Linked DNA regions of Mus musculus: region 2 is linked to region 1. A link is a contact called in public HiChIP or PLAC-seq data. All regions are on one chromosome and are shown on one strand. The core of a region is the stretch at or near the end of the contact, and the rest is flanking DNA. Distances in the headings are between cores, read along the strand shown.

Region 1 (6,248 bases), core at 2,289-4,788:
ACCATTCAGCTCATTGTGTCTGTGCCCCTGTGTTTTACTGCCATAAGGACTGAGAGAAGGCAGCTTCACAGCTGCCCATGACATATCAAGACAACATTCATCAATGGGGACGTACTTCATGTCAGGGACCTATGGCTGGTAATAATTGCCTAGAAAGGAAGCTTAAAGAGGTAGGCACTCTAGTGGGAGGCAGAATGTCCATGTCCTACCTTTTGGTACTACCTTTTGGTGGAAACTTCATACCATGTGTCTTGCTAAATAATTGCTTAATTAAAATGATATCATTTTACCCTTGACTTTATCAACATCCAGGGGAAAGATATATGCTTTTTTTTTTCTTTTTTCTTTGTGAGACAGGGTCTCACTATGTAGTTAAGGTGGACTTCAAACTTACACTTTCCTGCCTGGGTTTCCCATGAGGATGACAGATGAAAGCCAGCACCCTTGTTCTGCTGACCACAAGCACAGCCTTGTCCAAGAACACGATCTTACCCACCCCTCCTCATTTTTTCCCAAGAGGATCTCCTCCACAGTTGGGCCAGCAATGTGGTCACGTCATGGCCAATCAGGCCTTTGCATGTCTTCAGGGAGAAGGGAAGACTTCTTTATATGGCTTACAGAGTCTTTCTGTAGCTTCTGGCCACTCATCGTCATCTCTGGGTGCTCTCCCATTCTCTACTCCAGCATTTCCTTTCTTGGGACTCATTATGACCTTTCTGGAACAGTTTGTAGCCCCGGCATCACCTAGCTAAGTCTCATCTATTCTGTTGTCTCTGGTATGGCATCTTCCGGAGCCTCACCAAAGCTCTCAGCCCAGGTCAAGAGACCATGCCCTGTGCCACCGCGCACACGGTGGCGCTTCTTCCCATTGTCCCCTGCTTCACTGTGCAGTGTTTTGCTACCCGGTTCCTATTCAAGATCCTCAACTTTATGCAAACAGTGACATTGCCACAAACTAATGATTGTAGCTCCAGAAGTTAGCACAGGCTCTGGAATGAGTGAACGCTGAAATCAATTACATTCGGGAGAAAGGAACAGTGTTTAATTGTGTGTTGAAAAATAAGATTGTCATACTTTACAAATGGGGACTGAACTGACAGGAATGATAGAAAAGGATAGTTTATGAAAACATGCTACTAGAGCTTGGCTTGTGAACATTATCTTATTGAATTCCAGGAAGGAAGGCACTAGGATGTTTCCTTTGGTTGAGGGTATGTTTGTATTCAGGGCACAGTAGTAAAGCTGGCTTTGATATTGGAAAATTCTGCTCTCCGGCCATCCATTCGAACTGGAGAGAGGTGATAGCACACTGGAGTCTGATTAGCATTTCCCTGATGGTTAGTGATGTTGAGCACTTCACATGCGATTTGTGTATCTTCTTTCCAGAAATGTCATCTGACTCTTTTGCCCATTTTTTAAGTTGGATTATTACTTTATTGTTTATTTAAAATATACTTGTTTTTGATCTATATGGATGCTTTGCCTGCATGTATGTTTGAGTACCACCTGCATGCACAGTGTCTGGAACTGAAGCTATGAGCAGTTGTGAACTTCCCTGCGGTTGCTGGGGATAGATCTTCTTTCTGTCTCCTGGAAAAGCAGACAGTGTTCTTATATGCTGAGCCATCTCCCCAGCCCACTGTAAACTTGAGAGGGAAGGAAAGCTCTGTTTCTTAGTTTCAGTCCATAGTCATTGGTCCAATTGCCCTTGAGTCTGTGACAAGGCAGTATGTCATGGCTGCAGCACGCCGTGCCTAAAGCTGCTTACCTCAAGGCATGCAGGAAGTAAAATAAAGAGAAGACACCAATGTCCCACAGTCCCTGTAAAGGCCATGCCTCCTGGGATCAAAAACCTCTTTCTAGATCCCCCATCCTAAAGGTTCTACTACCTCCCAATAGCACCTCCAGGGCCAAGCCTTTAATACTGGGCTTTCTGAGTGTACTTGTTCAAACCACAGTGCCTTCTCATAAAGAAACTAAAACAAACGTCTGTAAAACAGCACTTCCAGGAAAGCAAAGCTAACTTCAGCTTTTCACTTTTTGATGAAAGTATCTACACTCTGGCCAAAGGGAGGTACAAAAGTGTCACCTTGAGAGAAAGCCAGCATTTGCAACGGTTTAGAAGAAACAGAAATGATCATAAATTCCCTCAAGTAATCACAAAGATTTTTTCCACCACCAGACACTTCTCCTAGTTGTTTATTTCAATTTTGAGCCATCTTGGGGGGGGTTAAATTCTGATAGCAATAATAATTCTCCCCCCCTTTTTTCTTTTTCTTCTCCTTCTCCTCCTTCTCCTCCTTCTCCTCCTCCTCCTTCTTCTTCTTCCTCCTCCTCCTCCTCCTCCTCCTCCTCCTCCTCCTCCTCCTCCTCTTCCTTCTCTTCTTCAATAGAGTCTTACATAACCTAGGCTGATTGGAACTTGCTATGGATTCAAGAATGCCTGCAGATGTCTTGTCTTCCTACCTCTACTTTCTACTTGCAAGGATCTACAGGTATGGAATATTATAAGGCTTTGTTTATTTTTTCCTTTTTTAAACCTCTGTGTTCATGCATACATGTTTGTACAGGTACACATAGATGTGCATACACCGAGGCCAGAAAAGAGTGTTAGATCCCTCAAAGATGGAATTACAAGACTTTAGGGGATACTTGGCTTGTTATATGGGTGCTGGGTTCCAACCTTTGGCCCTTCTAATTGAGGAATGAGTGCTCTTAACTGCATCTAAACCATCTTTCCAGACCTCTTATAAATCTTAGTCACAGCATAGTTCTATTTTTCTTTAGTTGATCTTCTTGAAGAAATCAGTTCACCTCTGAGGAACTTCTGGGTTGTTTTCTCCTGCAGCTTAGCAGATTTTGATTTGTTCTTGTGGCTCCAGTCACCAAGTCTATATGAGTGGATTGAAGCCCCCACATCTTTTTCCAAACTCTTTTCCAGAGTGCTGGCTGACATATTATCAGCTACACGAGAAGAACCTCATGGGCCCTGTATTAATTTCCTTCTCACATCCTTCTCTAATCTGCAGTTTCCTACCTAATTTTCTACCTGTACCACCTGTCGCCTTTGACCCACCCCTGTTCAACATCCCTTCACCTGAATGCCAAGTCTTACACATTTTGCCAATTAGACAGATTTCCAGCCATTTCTCTCCATCACTACAGCCATTAACAGTCCAAGCTACTCTAATGTCTCACCTTCATCATAGCAAAAGAGTCCAAAATCCCCTCCTTGCCTTCAGTCTGTCCTCAGAGATCCAGTCTACACACAGTAGCTAGAATGGTTGTTCTAAATCACAACCCAAGCTCACCTTTCTCCTGCTAATATATAATGGTCACTGCCTTCAGGATTAAGTCCAAATTTCTCAACCCATAGACGTTCACGATCTGCTCTGTCCACCTGTTTCTACAGCTTCACCTCTTCCAGTATCCCTTCCCCCACCACAGCTGCAGCAACAATGAGTTTCTTTCTGTGTGCTCTGGTATTTCCTGGTCTTTGCATATACTGCGACACACTCACCATCTGGAACAGACCAAGCGTTCTCTGTATCACCAGATCCTCGTTATCAGCTACCCGCAGTATCGGATCTCAGTGCAAACCCCACAGTTCTCTTGCAACTGTCTACTCTAGACTGAGTAAGGGGTCGCCCTCTATTCCCACAGCACCCCATACTTACTCCTATTAGAGTTTATTACACAGTGGATTTTGATTTTCTGATTGTTTTTGCCACCCTTAGTAGATTGGTAGCTCCCTACTGACAAACAGGGTGTCTTGTTTACTTTAACATCCCTGGTAAGGTGATAGCTTAAAGGTCTTGTAAAAGACAGGGTAGAGGCCTGGAACCAGTAAGCTCTCATTTCCTACTGACTGAGTGATGAATGAAGTCACAGAAGTGACAGGCTCCCTGGCTGCTAGAGCTGTTACAAATAAAGCTTGGGTTACTTTGACTGGATTATCAAGTAAACCTTCAGGCCTAGGCCAGACTGGGGAAATCAGGACCTTGATTTTCATGGCCTAGACTGACCCCATCCTACAGTCAGGTGTCCTGGCTTTAACAAAGGTCTGTGAAATTGTGGTGTGTTTGTGTCTAAGTGTGTAGTATGTTTGTATGTATGTGTGTGGTGTGTTTGTGTGTATGTGTATAGTGTTTGTGTATATGTAGAGTATATGTTTGTGTGTGTGTAGTCTGTTTGTGTGTATGTGTAGTGTGTGTATGTATGTAGTGTGTGTATGCGTGTGTGTTGTGTATGTGTGTAGTGTGTGTTTGTGTGTATGTGTGTGGTATGTGTGTGTATGTGTGTGTACCTCTAATGCCATTCCTTATGCCACTCACTTTGGTTCTTGAGACAGGGACTTTCACTAGCCTGGAACTGGCCAAGTAGGCTGGTGTGGAGATCTGGTGAGCCCACGGATCTGCCTGTCTCTACTGGGATCAGAAGTGTGTGCTGCTGCACCTGGTTGGTTTTGTGGTTCTAGGCATGAACTTGGGTCCTTTGGTTTGCAGAGCAAACCCTTTACCAAATGAGCTTTACCAGCCCTTTAATTCCCAGTCTGACCGAAGCTACTTCATCCTCTAAATGAGTTATAAACTAGGCAAAAGTAAATCTTCTCTCTTTTTTTTTCCTTTAAAAATGAATTGTTAGCATTTAATGACCTCCTCTCTCGCCTAATACCTTCAGCCTTCCTTGAAGCTCGTCCTCGGAAGAATTTGTCCCTCACAATGACAGGCTGCTTAGGAAGTTTCTCTTTCTCCCAGAACTTTGTAGACGCTTCAGAAGGAAAGGGTTTCTAGTACACCACAGGTTTTAGTCAGAGTCTTCTAAAGGGACAGAACTGAAAGAGTATCTGTTGTATAATATGTAGTGATTAGCTTACAGGATGCAGTCTGGATGGTGCAACAATGCTGCCGCAACGGGGTGTGTGTGTGTGTGTGTGCGCGCGCTGCTTTCTCTACAGATTCAGGGAAGTCCTCTTTGAAAAAGGGCCGTCTGAGCTGAGTCCTGACTGGTAACAAGGAGGGAGGCAGATAAAGAGATGTGGGAAGAATAACTGTGTTGGAAGAAATAGCAAGTGCAAAGAATAAATTTGCAAGTTCAAGAAACATGGGGGTGGGGTGGGGGTAGAGCATTTGAGACAGGGACGTGTTGGTGCTGGAGAAGGCAGCTCTCAAGCCACAGGCTTGGGCTTGAACACTGAAGCAGTACTAGAGGCTCTAGGCGAGTGGTTGATCTTTTCCCCCTAAATATCCTTAAATGTGGACTAAAGAAGTAGAAGCGAAAAGGAGTGTGGGGGCAGGGAGCCAATTATTTTTAAATCTCTCCCACTTAAACTAAAACCGTTCGTTTGTGCCTTGTCGTATTCCAATAGTCAGAATGAATTGTTGACATGGAGCGATGCATTTGCAGAGACTGTTAGTGACTCCAGAGAAGAATGGATCCTTCCTGCACATTTTACTTTTTTTTTTAACTGTTCCTACCCAATGGGAGGTTAGAAAGTAATTTTGTTTAAGAACTAAAATTAAAGCAATTACTAATTTTAACCTATTCTCCTCCCAGGTGGTTATCGCAATTAAAATCAGAACCTCTAACAGTCACATCCAATGAGAACACAAAGCTTTCAAATCCTTCATTCTAGACCTTTGGGTGAAGGGATGAGATTTTGCAAGTCTTCTCTATTTTAATTGCAGCTTATGCAGCCTTGCTAGAGAAACCTGTGAGGTTTAAAGGTGAATTCGATCTGAGTGTAATTAAAAAGTTATGTGTGCAGTATTCCTTGCTAGGAAATGTTATCCATGTAGTGTCTGTTAATGACTTAAAGTTGGTTTGTTATCTGCTGTTCAGACCGTTCTCTGTCAAAATAAAAACTTAATATATTGTAGTCCTGAAAAAATATTTTTTTTCCACAGTACCGTAAAGCACTTCGCTGGTGTTTACCCCTTTGTCCTCGCCATTTCCAAGGTAAGTAGGTGGAAAGTCTTCTGCACAGACAGCATGAGCAGGAACAAGGCCAAGAGAAATGAATGAACATGTCCAAGGTCACGGTCTACGTCAGCGGCAGCGGAGGGATGAGTCTCAGGTCTTTTCATTCCCAGGGATCTGGCATTCTGTAATGTCAGCTAGGTACCAGACCAGCTCTTGTTTGGTTTAGTGCATTTGAGTCTCCATGCATACAATGACTGTGAGCTAATGAGACATCTGTTTGGAGTTGTACCCCTGCTCTTGGTGTTTACCTTGGCAATGACTCTTAA
Region 2 (6,248 bases), core at 1,011-3,510, 150 kb after region 1:
AGCACTTGAAGACTTCTAATAAAAATGGATGGTAACCCTGAGGAATGTAACATTAGACAGTATGTAATAAAATAGGTCAACATCAGAAAAACTCCATAGCACAGCCACTTATTCCCAAATGAACTGTGACTGGAGTTTCAAAATTATGCAGAGTACCCTCCCAATTTAAAGATACACCAAGTGAACTTAGCATAGCAGCATAAGTAGAGTCAGTGGTACACGCCCCGAACTCTACTCTGCAGCTCACCCTTAAAAAACCAAGCACTGACCATGGTTACTTTAGAAAGCTATTAAAATATTCTTCTCTTGGGCTGGAGAGATGGCTCAGTGGTTAAGAGCACTCACTGCTCTTCCAGAGGTCCTGAGTTCAATTCCCAGCAACCACATGATGGTTCACAACCATCTGTAGCGGGATCTGATGCCCTCTTCTGGTGTGTCTGAAGACAGCTACAGTATACTCATATAAATAAAATAAATAAAGCTTAAAAAAATTCTTCTCTTTCTACCTATATATGAATGTGAAGTAAGGTTTTCCTTCTTAAATCAAAATAAAATGGAGAAACAGCTTAAATGTACAGGTATGTGTAGTAATCAAGCCATTTTGTATTAAGTCACTCCAGCATCCACTGACAAGATAAATGGAAAAATACGCATATATTTATTACTACTTGATAAACATTAATCTTTATGAATGTCCCAGTTTTTTTTTTAAAGATTTATTTATTTATTATTATATGTAAGTACACTGTAGCTGTCCTCAGACACTCCAGAAGAGGGAGTCAGATCTCGTTAAGGATGGTTGTGAGCCACCATGTGGTTGCTGGGATTTGAACTCTGGACCTTCGGAAGAGCAGTCGGGTGCTCTTACCCACTGAGCCATCTCTCCAGCCCGAATGTCCCAGTTTTAATTGTATATGGTTAACTATCGGTAGATATAATCGACAACAACAAAATTAATGTTCCTAGGTTTTCAGCAATTTTTAAAGGTAAAGGGGTCTTAATATTAAAAAGTTAGAAAAGAGAGCTAGCAGCGTTATAATGGAAATTTATTCTCTCTTCTTGCTTTCCATTAAATGGAAAAAAGAACTTCATTTGACAGCTTTACCACTTCCAGCCTGGAGACCAGAAAACAACAAACCTTGCTCAAATAATGGTCACAGTCATCAGGTGAACTCTGAAGAATCACTATTGTCCCCTGGGTGCACAAGGGCTAAGGAACACAGTGATCCACGCAGATGAGTGGCAAAGCACAATAGAAAATGACGAAAAGCAGAAATGCTGATGGTTGAAATAGTTGTGTGCACATCTACAAACCCCACAAAGTTCTTTTTTCCCCGTTGAACTTTCACATGAAATTTCAGTGTAAGGCAGATTTGGCAATGGGAGGTGGTGGCGGCTTTGTTCCCGAAAACCCGGCATATCCGTGCAAAGAATTTAATTCTCTCACCATTTTGCTACTGGTCTGTTGCAGAGGGGTGTGGTTAGAGCGCTAGGAAGCAATTCAAACCGTGTCCAAGCAACAATTCTGGACCAAGTCAATTTGCCAGGTTAAGAGATCGAATGTTTTAAGGAAGGAGGGATATAAAAATGAAGTTAGAAAGCAAGGACGGAAATAAGTATGAAAACCAAAGCGGTCTCGGGTGTATATTAAACGCCTGGACCGCTAACAAGTGCATGAGGTGCGTACGAAAATGCTTGCTTTCTGGAGTCCACAGCTGCGGCACTCTCTGTATCAGGTCCGCAGGTCTGAAGGGCGCGTCGGTCTATCCTTCCGTATTTATTTTGGGTTGGGTCTGTGAACCCAACAATTCTCACAGACTGCGGCTGAAGCAATCCCAAACAAAGGGGAAAGGACGGCCTCCTGGGGGAAGCGGCAAGGGAAAGGTGGCCCCAGGTTGCTGCACCAGGTGTCCCTACAGAGTCCATCAAGCAGGCAGAGGGAAAGAACAGTCCCAGAGGCATCCTGGGTGGGTGTAGTAGGGCTGCACCAGGCCCCACGGCTGTCGTCGACAGACGACCCCACCCTTGCCCACGGTCAAGGTTAACCCGCCCACTAGAGTACCTGTGGAGGCCTCGCAGAGCCGAAAGGCACAGGGTGATCATGGGCAGGCCGGGAGGCCGGCAGCAGCTGGCGCGTGGTCCTCCGGCTTGGTAGGTGCAGGAGGCGGGCGGTGGAGTCTGCGAGCCCGGAAGCCGAGAGCGGGCAGAGCGGAGCAGACCAGATCTCGAGACTGAGGCCGCTAGCCAGCGCCCTCCCACGTGCTGCAGGCCCACGCCTACGCCGTGGCCCCGCCCCTAGCCCCGCCCCGCATCCGGCTCCGTCCCCGCCCCGAGTCCATCGCCCCGCCCCTCTCTCTGCCCCGCCTCCACCCCACCCCTCCGTGCCCTGCTCCGCCCCTGGGGCGGATCCAGCAAGCACTGTCGTCCGAGAGCCTTGCGAGCAGCCGGGTGGGCTGAGGGGGCGGCGGCGGCGGCAGCATTGGAGCGGGGGAAGTTTGGGAGCCGTGGCCCCCTCTGCGATCCAGAACACCGCTCAAGCCCCGAGGACCGCGGGGACAGGCGGACCCGCTTCCCGACGCCCCCGGGCCCGCAGCCGTCATCTCGTGTCCTCTCGTGGTAAGGGGCTTCTCTCTGGAAAGGGTGCGTCTCCCGCAGCCCCAGATGGAGGCCTGCACCGCGCACCCCCTGCAAACACTGTCTGGGCTGAGGCAAAGCCGGGGTACAACGGGGAGGGAACCATGGGGGTGGGAGGTGGATGTGATTGGAGATGTAGGAGGGGAAGCTTGGAGGAGGTTGGACAGCTCTCCCCACCCCCATTCTGTTTCCCTCTTCTGCCCCGGGTCCTTAGTCAGAGAGTGAAATAACCTCTCTGGCCTAGGGAGTAGATTCGCCTTTAAAAGAAGTACAAAGCTAATAAACATCCTAGAAGCGGGTACCACACCCTGGCTGTGAATTAGGGATCCCGGGGAGCAGATTGCTGATACGATTTAGTGGAAATAAGCCATTAATGCCACCTGGCCCTGCGCCACTGTTTGGATGCATAGTATTCCATGTGAATGAACGCGGCCAGGAGCTTCCAGCTTGTCCACGAGAGCACAGCTACTGCAGGCAGGGGCAGATCGGTTTGTACTATCTATCGGGTTAGACGGTGATTTCTGACCAGTGTACTGATTAAATAGAAACGCCGGGTTTTAACAATAACACTCAATGGTTGAATAACCTTTCCACAGAGCCTTGTCGTCAGCAAGTGACTCTTAACCTACAAAAGTAGTAGAGTATAAATGATTAATACATTAAAAAAAATCTCTTGGAATAAAGGAAGATGCTCTCACTATGGCTCACATTCTGAGTCAGCAGTACGAGATCTCCCTCAACTTAGAAGCGAGGCCTTTCAAGGGTGATTCTCCATATGTCTGCACTCCTATACTTTCTTGTATCTGTATCATATATGCTGTTAAGACACGGTGAGCTCTAGGCGTTGCTACACATGTTTTGAAAATCTGTCTTTGTTATTTTTATTTTTTTACTGATGCAAGCTTTAACATAGTTGAATAGTGCTGGGTCTGAATGAGCATGTGGAATACATGACTATAACCACTTGTGCTTTCTGGACCCTTTAAAGAGAGAAAAGTAATCAAGGTAATGAATATTTTTGCTTTTATTGCTTTGAACTTGGTGGATGACCCTTGTTATTTTCTTCTTCTTTTTTAATCAAGGAGATATTTAAGCGTCTAAAATGTCATCTGTGAAGCCCCTAGTTTATGCAGTTATTCGTTTCTTGCGGGAACAAAGTCAGATGGATGCATATACTTCTGATGAACAAGAAAGTTTGGAAGGTAGGCACCTATTGTTTGTGTCCTAATTTTGTAAAGAAATACTAAAATAGCTACAATCCAAAGCTTATGGTTTTTAATAACAAAATCAGAATATTTTGTTGAGAGGCTTAACTAGATATGTTATTTCCATTTTTTGAGGTTTGTTTTAACTAATAGGAAATAGGACTATTTGTCTACTGAAAAATTACTGTCAGAAGTATGTCATTCATATTTTAGGGAAGTTTTTCATCATGGGAACATTATCCCCAATGAACAGACTAGGAAATTAGATTGTTTAAGCAGCAGAACGGCTACCATGTAACAAAGCTGATGTTTACATTCAAATCTATACTTCAAAGATTTCCCCCTATTTTCCTAATAGCAAAGAATCTCATTCTGAACATACGAAAATACCTTAGTCATGGCAATAGCACCGTGTTAAAAACAAAACAACTCAGTAATTAATTAGTACTGTTACCGAACTCTAGCAAACGGTGCTTTGGAGGATGAGAGAATTTCGCCCTTGTTTTCCGTGAGCTTTAAATCTTGGATTCAGTAAAGCTAAGCAGGACTGGAGGAGCACCATGGCATTTCCTTGACGCCATCACTTCATGTTTATGCATTATAAAATTTTAACTCGGTATAGCCATAAGAAGGCAAAACGATATAGACAGGCTGGTGAAAGTTCAGTGAGCCTAGCTTCCTTGTGGTCTGCAGACTTAATTATCACAATGGGAGCACACTGGGGAGAGCTTAATAAATAGCAGGCAGGTTGGAATTCCCTTCTCCGAGCTGCCTCTCCTATAGAGGGGATCATCTATTAATTCTGTATACTTCCTTTGTCGACATGCTTTAAGTTAGATGTACATCAAAGTTGGGTATTTGTTCCTCTGGTGAGATGATGTCTTTCCAGGCGACAATGAGAGGAGGGGGTGAGGCACAGTGGGAGGACATTGCAAATTCGCCCATTTAATATTAAGGTCTTTGTCCTCTCTGATCATCAGACCTCGGGAAAGATAAAGGTAGTTTGGCTATCAAAGGAAAGTCTTGATTGCAGTTGCTCTGTAGCAACAGAGGAAGGCAATCACATAATTAAAAAAAGATATTTCTCTTCTCGTCTAAGGCAGTATGATGTTTTTTTTATGAAGAAGAAAGAAAATCGAGAGTATTTTAAAAACCAAGATGTTATGTCCTATTTTTAGAGTGGCATTCAGCCAAAAATATGTGCCTTCAGCTGTTTGTTATATATGAAGTCAGAAATGGTGCCAATTGTTTGTGACTGACCCCTATTTTTGACTCTGTGAGTCTAATTTAATTGAACATGAAATCATGTGGAGTTGTCTGCCCACCTTCTAGACATTTAAAAAAGCCTTAGGGAAGGATGGGTTGTTGGAGCAGCAGCTTTCCCACTGTGCGGAGCCCCGTTCTACCAGCTTTGCTGTTTGTCCCCAGAGTCCTGATTGTTGTCCTCTCTGACGTCCTCTCTGTTTGTTGTGGTTTCAGCATCCTGTCAGTCACTCTCGTCAGTCACGCTAGAAAGCATTACTTCAGTCGTCAGTAACTCCTTCCAATCCCGACAAACTCCCGGAAAATTCTTGTCTTTCTCTTCCACTGGCCTCTTGGGTTTTTCTGCTCCTCTGATCTCAACCGCTTGGTTGTACAGCAGATCAGTGTTTCTGAATTCAGGGGAGTCCTGTAAAGTCCGGAGACATGTTTGCATGTCACCACCTTTGGAGAGGCTGGTATTATGGCTTCTCATGGGTAGAAGCCGTAGATGATGCTAAACACTTGACAGTGCACCAGACAGCTCTTGAGAACAAGGAGTTATCTGATCTAAAGTGTCAGGGTGATGAGAGTTAGAAACCTTTTCCTAGACTGTATCATCCCCAGTTGTATTCCACTGGCCATCTCTGCTCTCAGCACTTTCCTCCTGGCTCCTACTGCCTGCGTTTCTAGCACCCTTCCTCCGCGATCCGTCGTACCCCAACAATTCTTTGACCAACCTCTCCAGTCTGCTGATCCCATACTTTCCCCTACCTCTTTCTTACGTGTCTTAAATTCTGTGGTGCATAGTTATGATATTTTCTTGTATTATTTCTCCTGTCTTGAAATAACTGAACCTTATTTAATTTTAACTCTCTACCGACTCAGTGTCTATATCCGCCTGACGATAAATTAATGGAGCGAAATGTACAACTTTGATGACTGGCTATATCCATTCATGACTGTGTACCTCAAGCAGACCTTTAATGCTGCTGGGTGATCAGAGTATTTGTTACTCATTCATTCATTCATTCATTCATTCATCCCTTACTGCCCTACGTGTCATTTTAATATGTTCTTTCATCTTCTGAATCCCCAGACTTCCTTTTCAGCCTTTACCCTTATATGCTTCCTTCACCATAAAAAAAAAGAATAAATAATAATAAAACA

The links. HiChIP or PLAC-seq counts read pairs in DNA pulled down with a chosen protein or histone mark.
Region 2: a contact with region 1 is called in an H3K4me3 HiChIP or PLAC-seq map of the SCID.adh cell line, with 12 read pairs. The contact joins the promoter of Nln here to the enhancer-like site in region 1. A contact is called at or near these places in 1 of 15 datasets of contacts at CTCF or cohesin (the NIH/3T3 cell line), 2 of 484 Hi-C or Micro-C datasets (Th1 cells and extraembryonic endoderm stem cells), 3 of 115 datasets of contacts at active chromatin or transcription factors (the SCID.adh cell line, bone marrow-derived macrophages and embryonic stem cells) and 2 of 9 other capture datasets (adipose tissue and liver).

Annotation. Positions count from the first base shown.
Region 1 is chr13:103,953,888-103,960,135 of GRCm38.p6, forward strand. No RefSeq gene overlaps it. Among named protein-coding and RNA genes, the nearest start is that of Erbin, 36 kb to the left of the region's middle. Within about 2 kb of position 3,539, at least 51 of the 459 cell types and tissues checked have an H3K27ac peak or open chromatin away from gene starts, as enhancers often do. A contact at or near this core is called in the SCID.adh cell line, where this site is marked.
Region 2 is chr13:104,107,354-104,113,601 of GRCm38.p6, forward strand. Nln (neurolysin (metallopeptidase M3 family)) reads right to left here and starts at 2,261. Exons shown (of 13, transcript NM_029447.2): 1 at 2,063-2,261. The coding sequence starts at 2,103. It overlaps Sgtb (small glutamine-rich tetratricopeptide repeat (TPR)-containing, beta), which reads left to right and starts at 2,388. Exons shown (of 11, transcript NM_144838.2): 1 at 2,388-2,616; 2 at 3,717-3,836. The coding sequence starts at 3,737.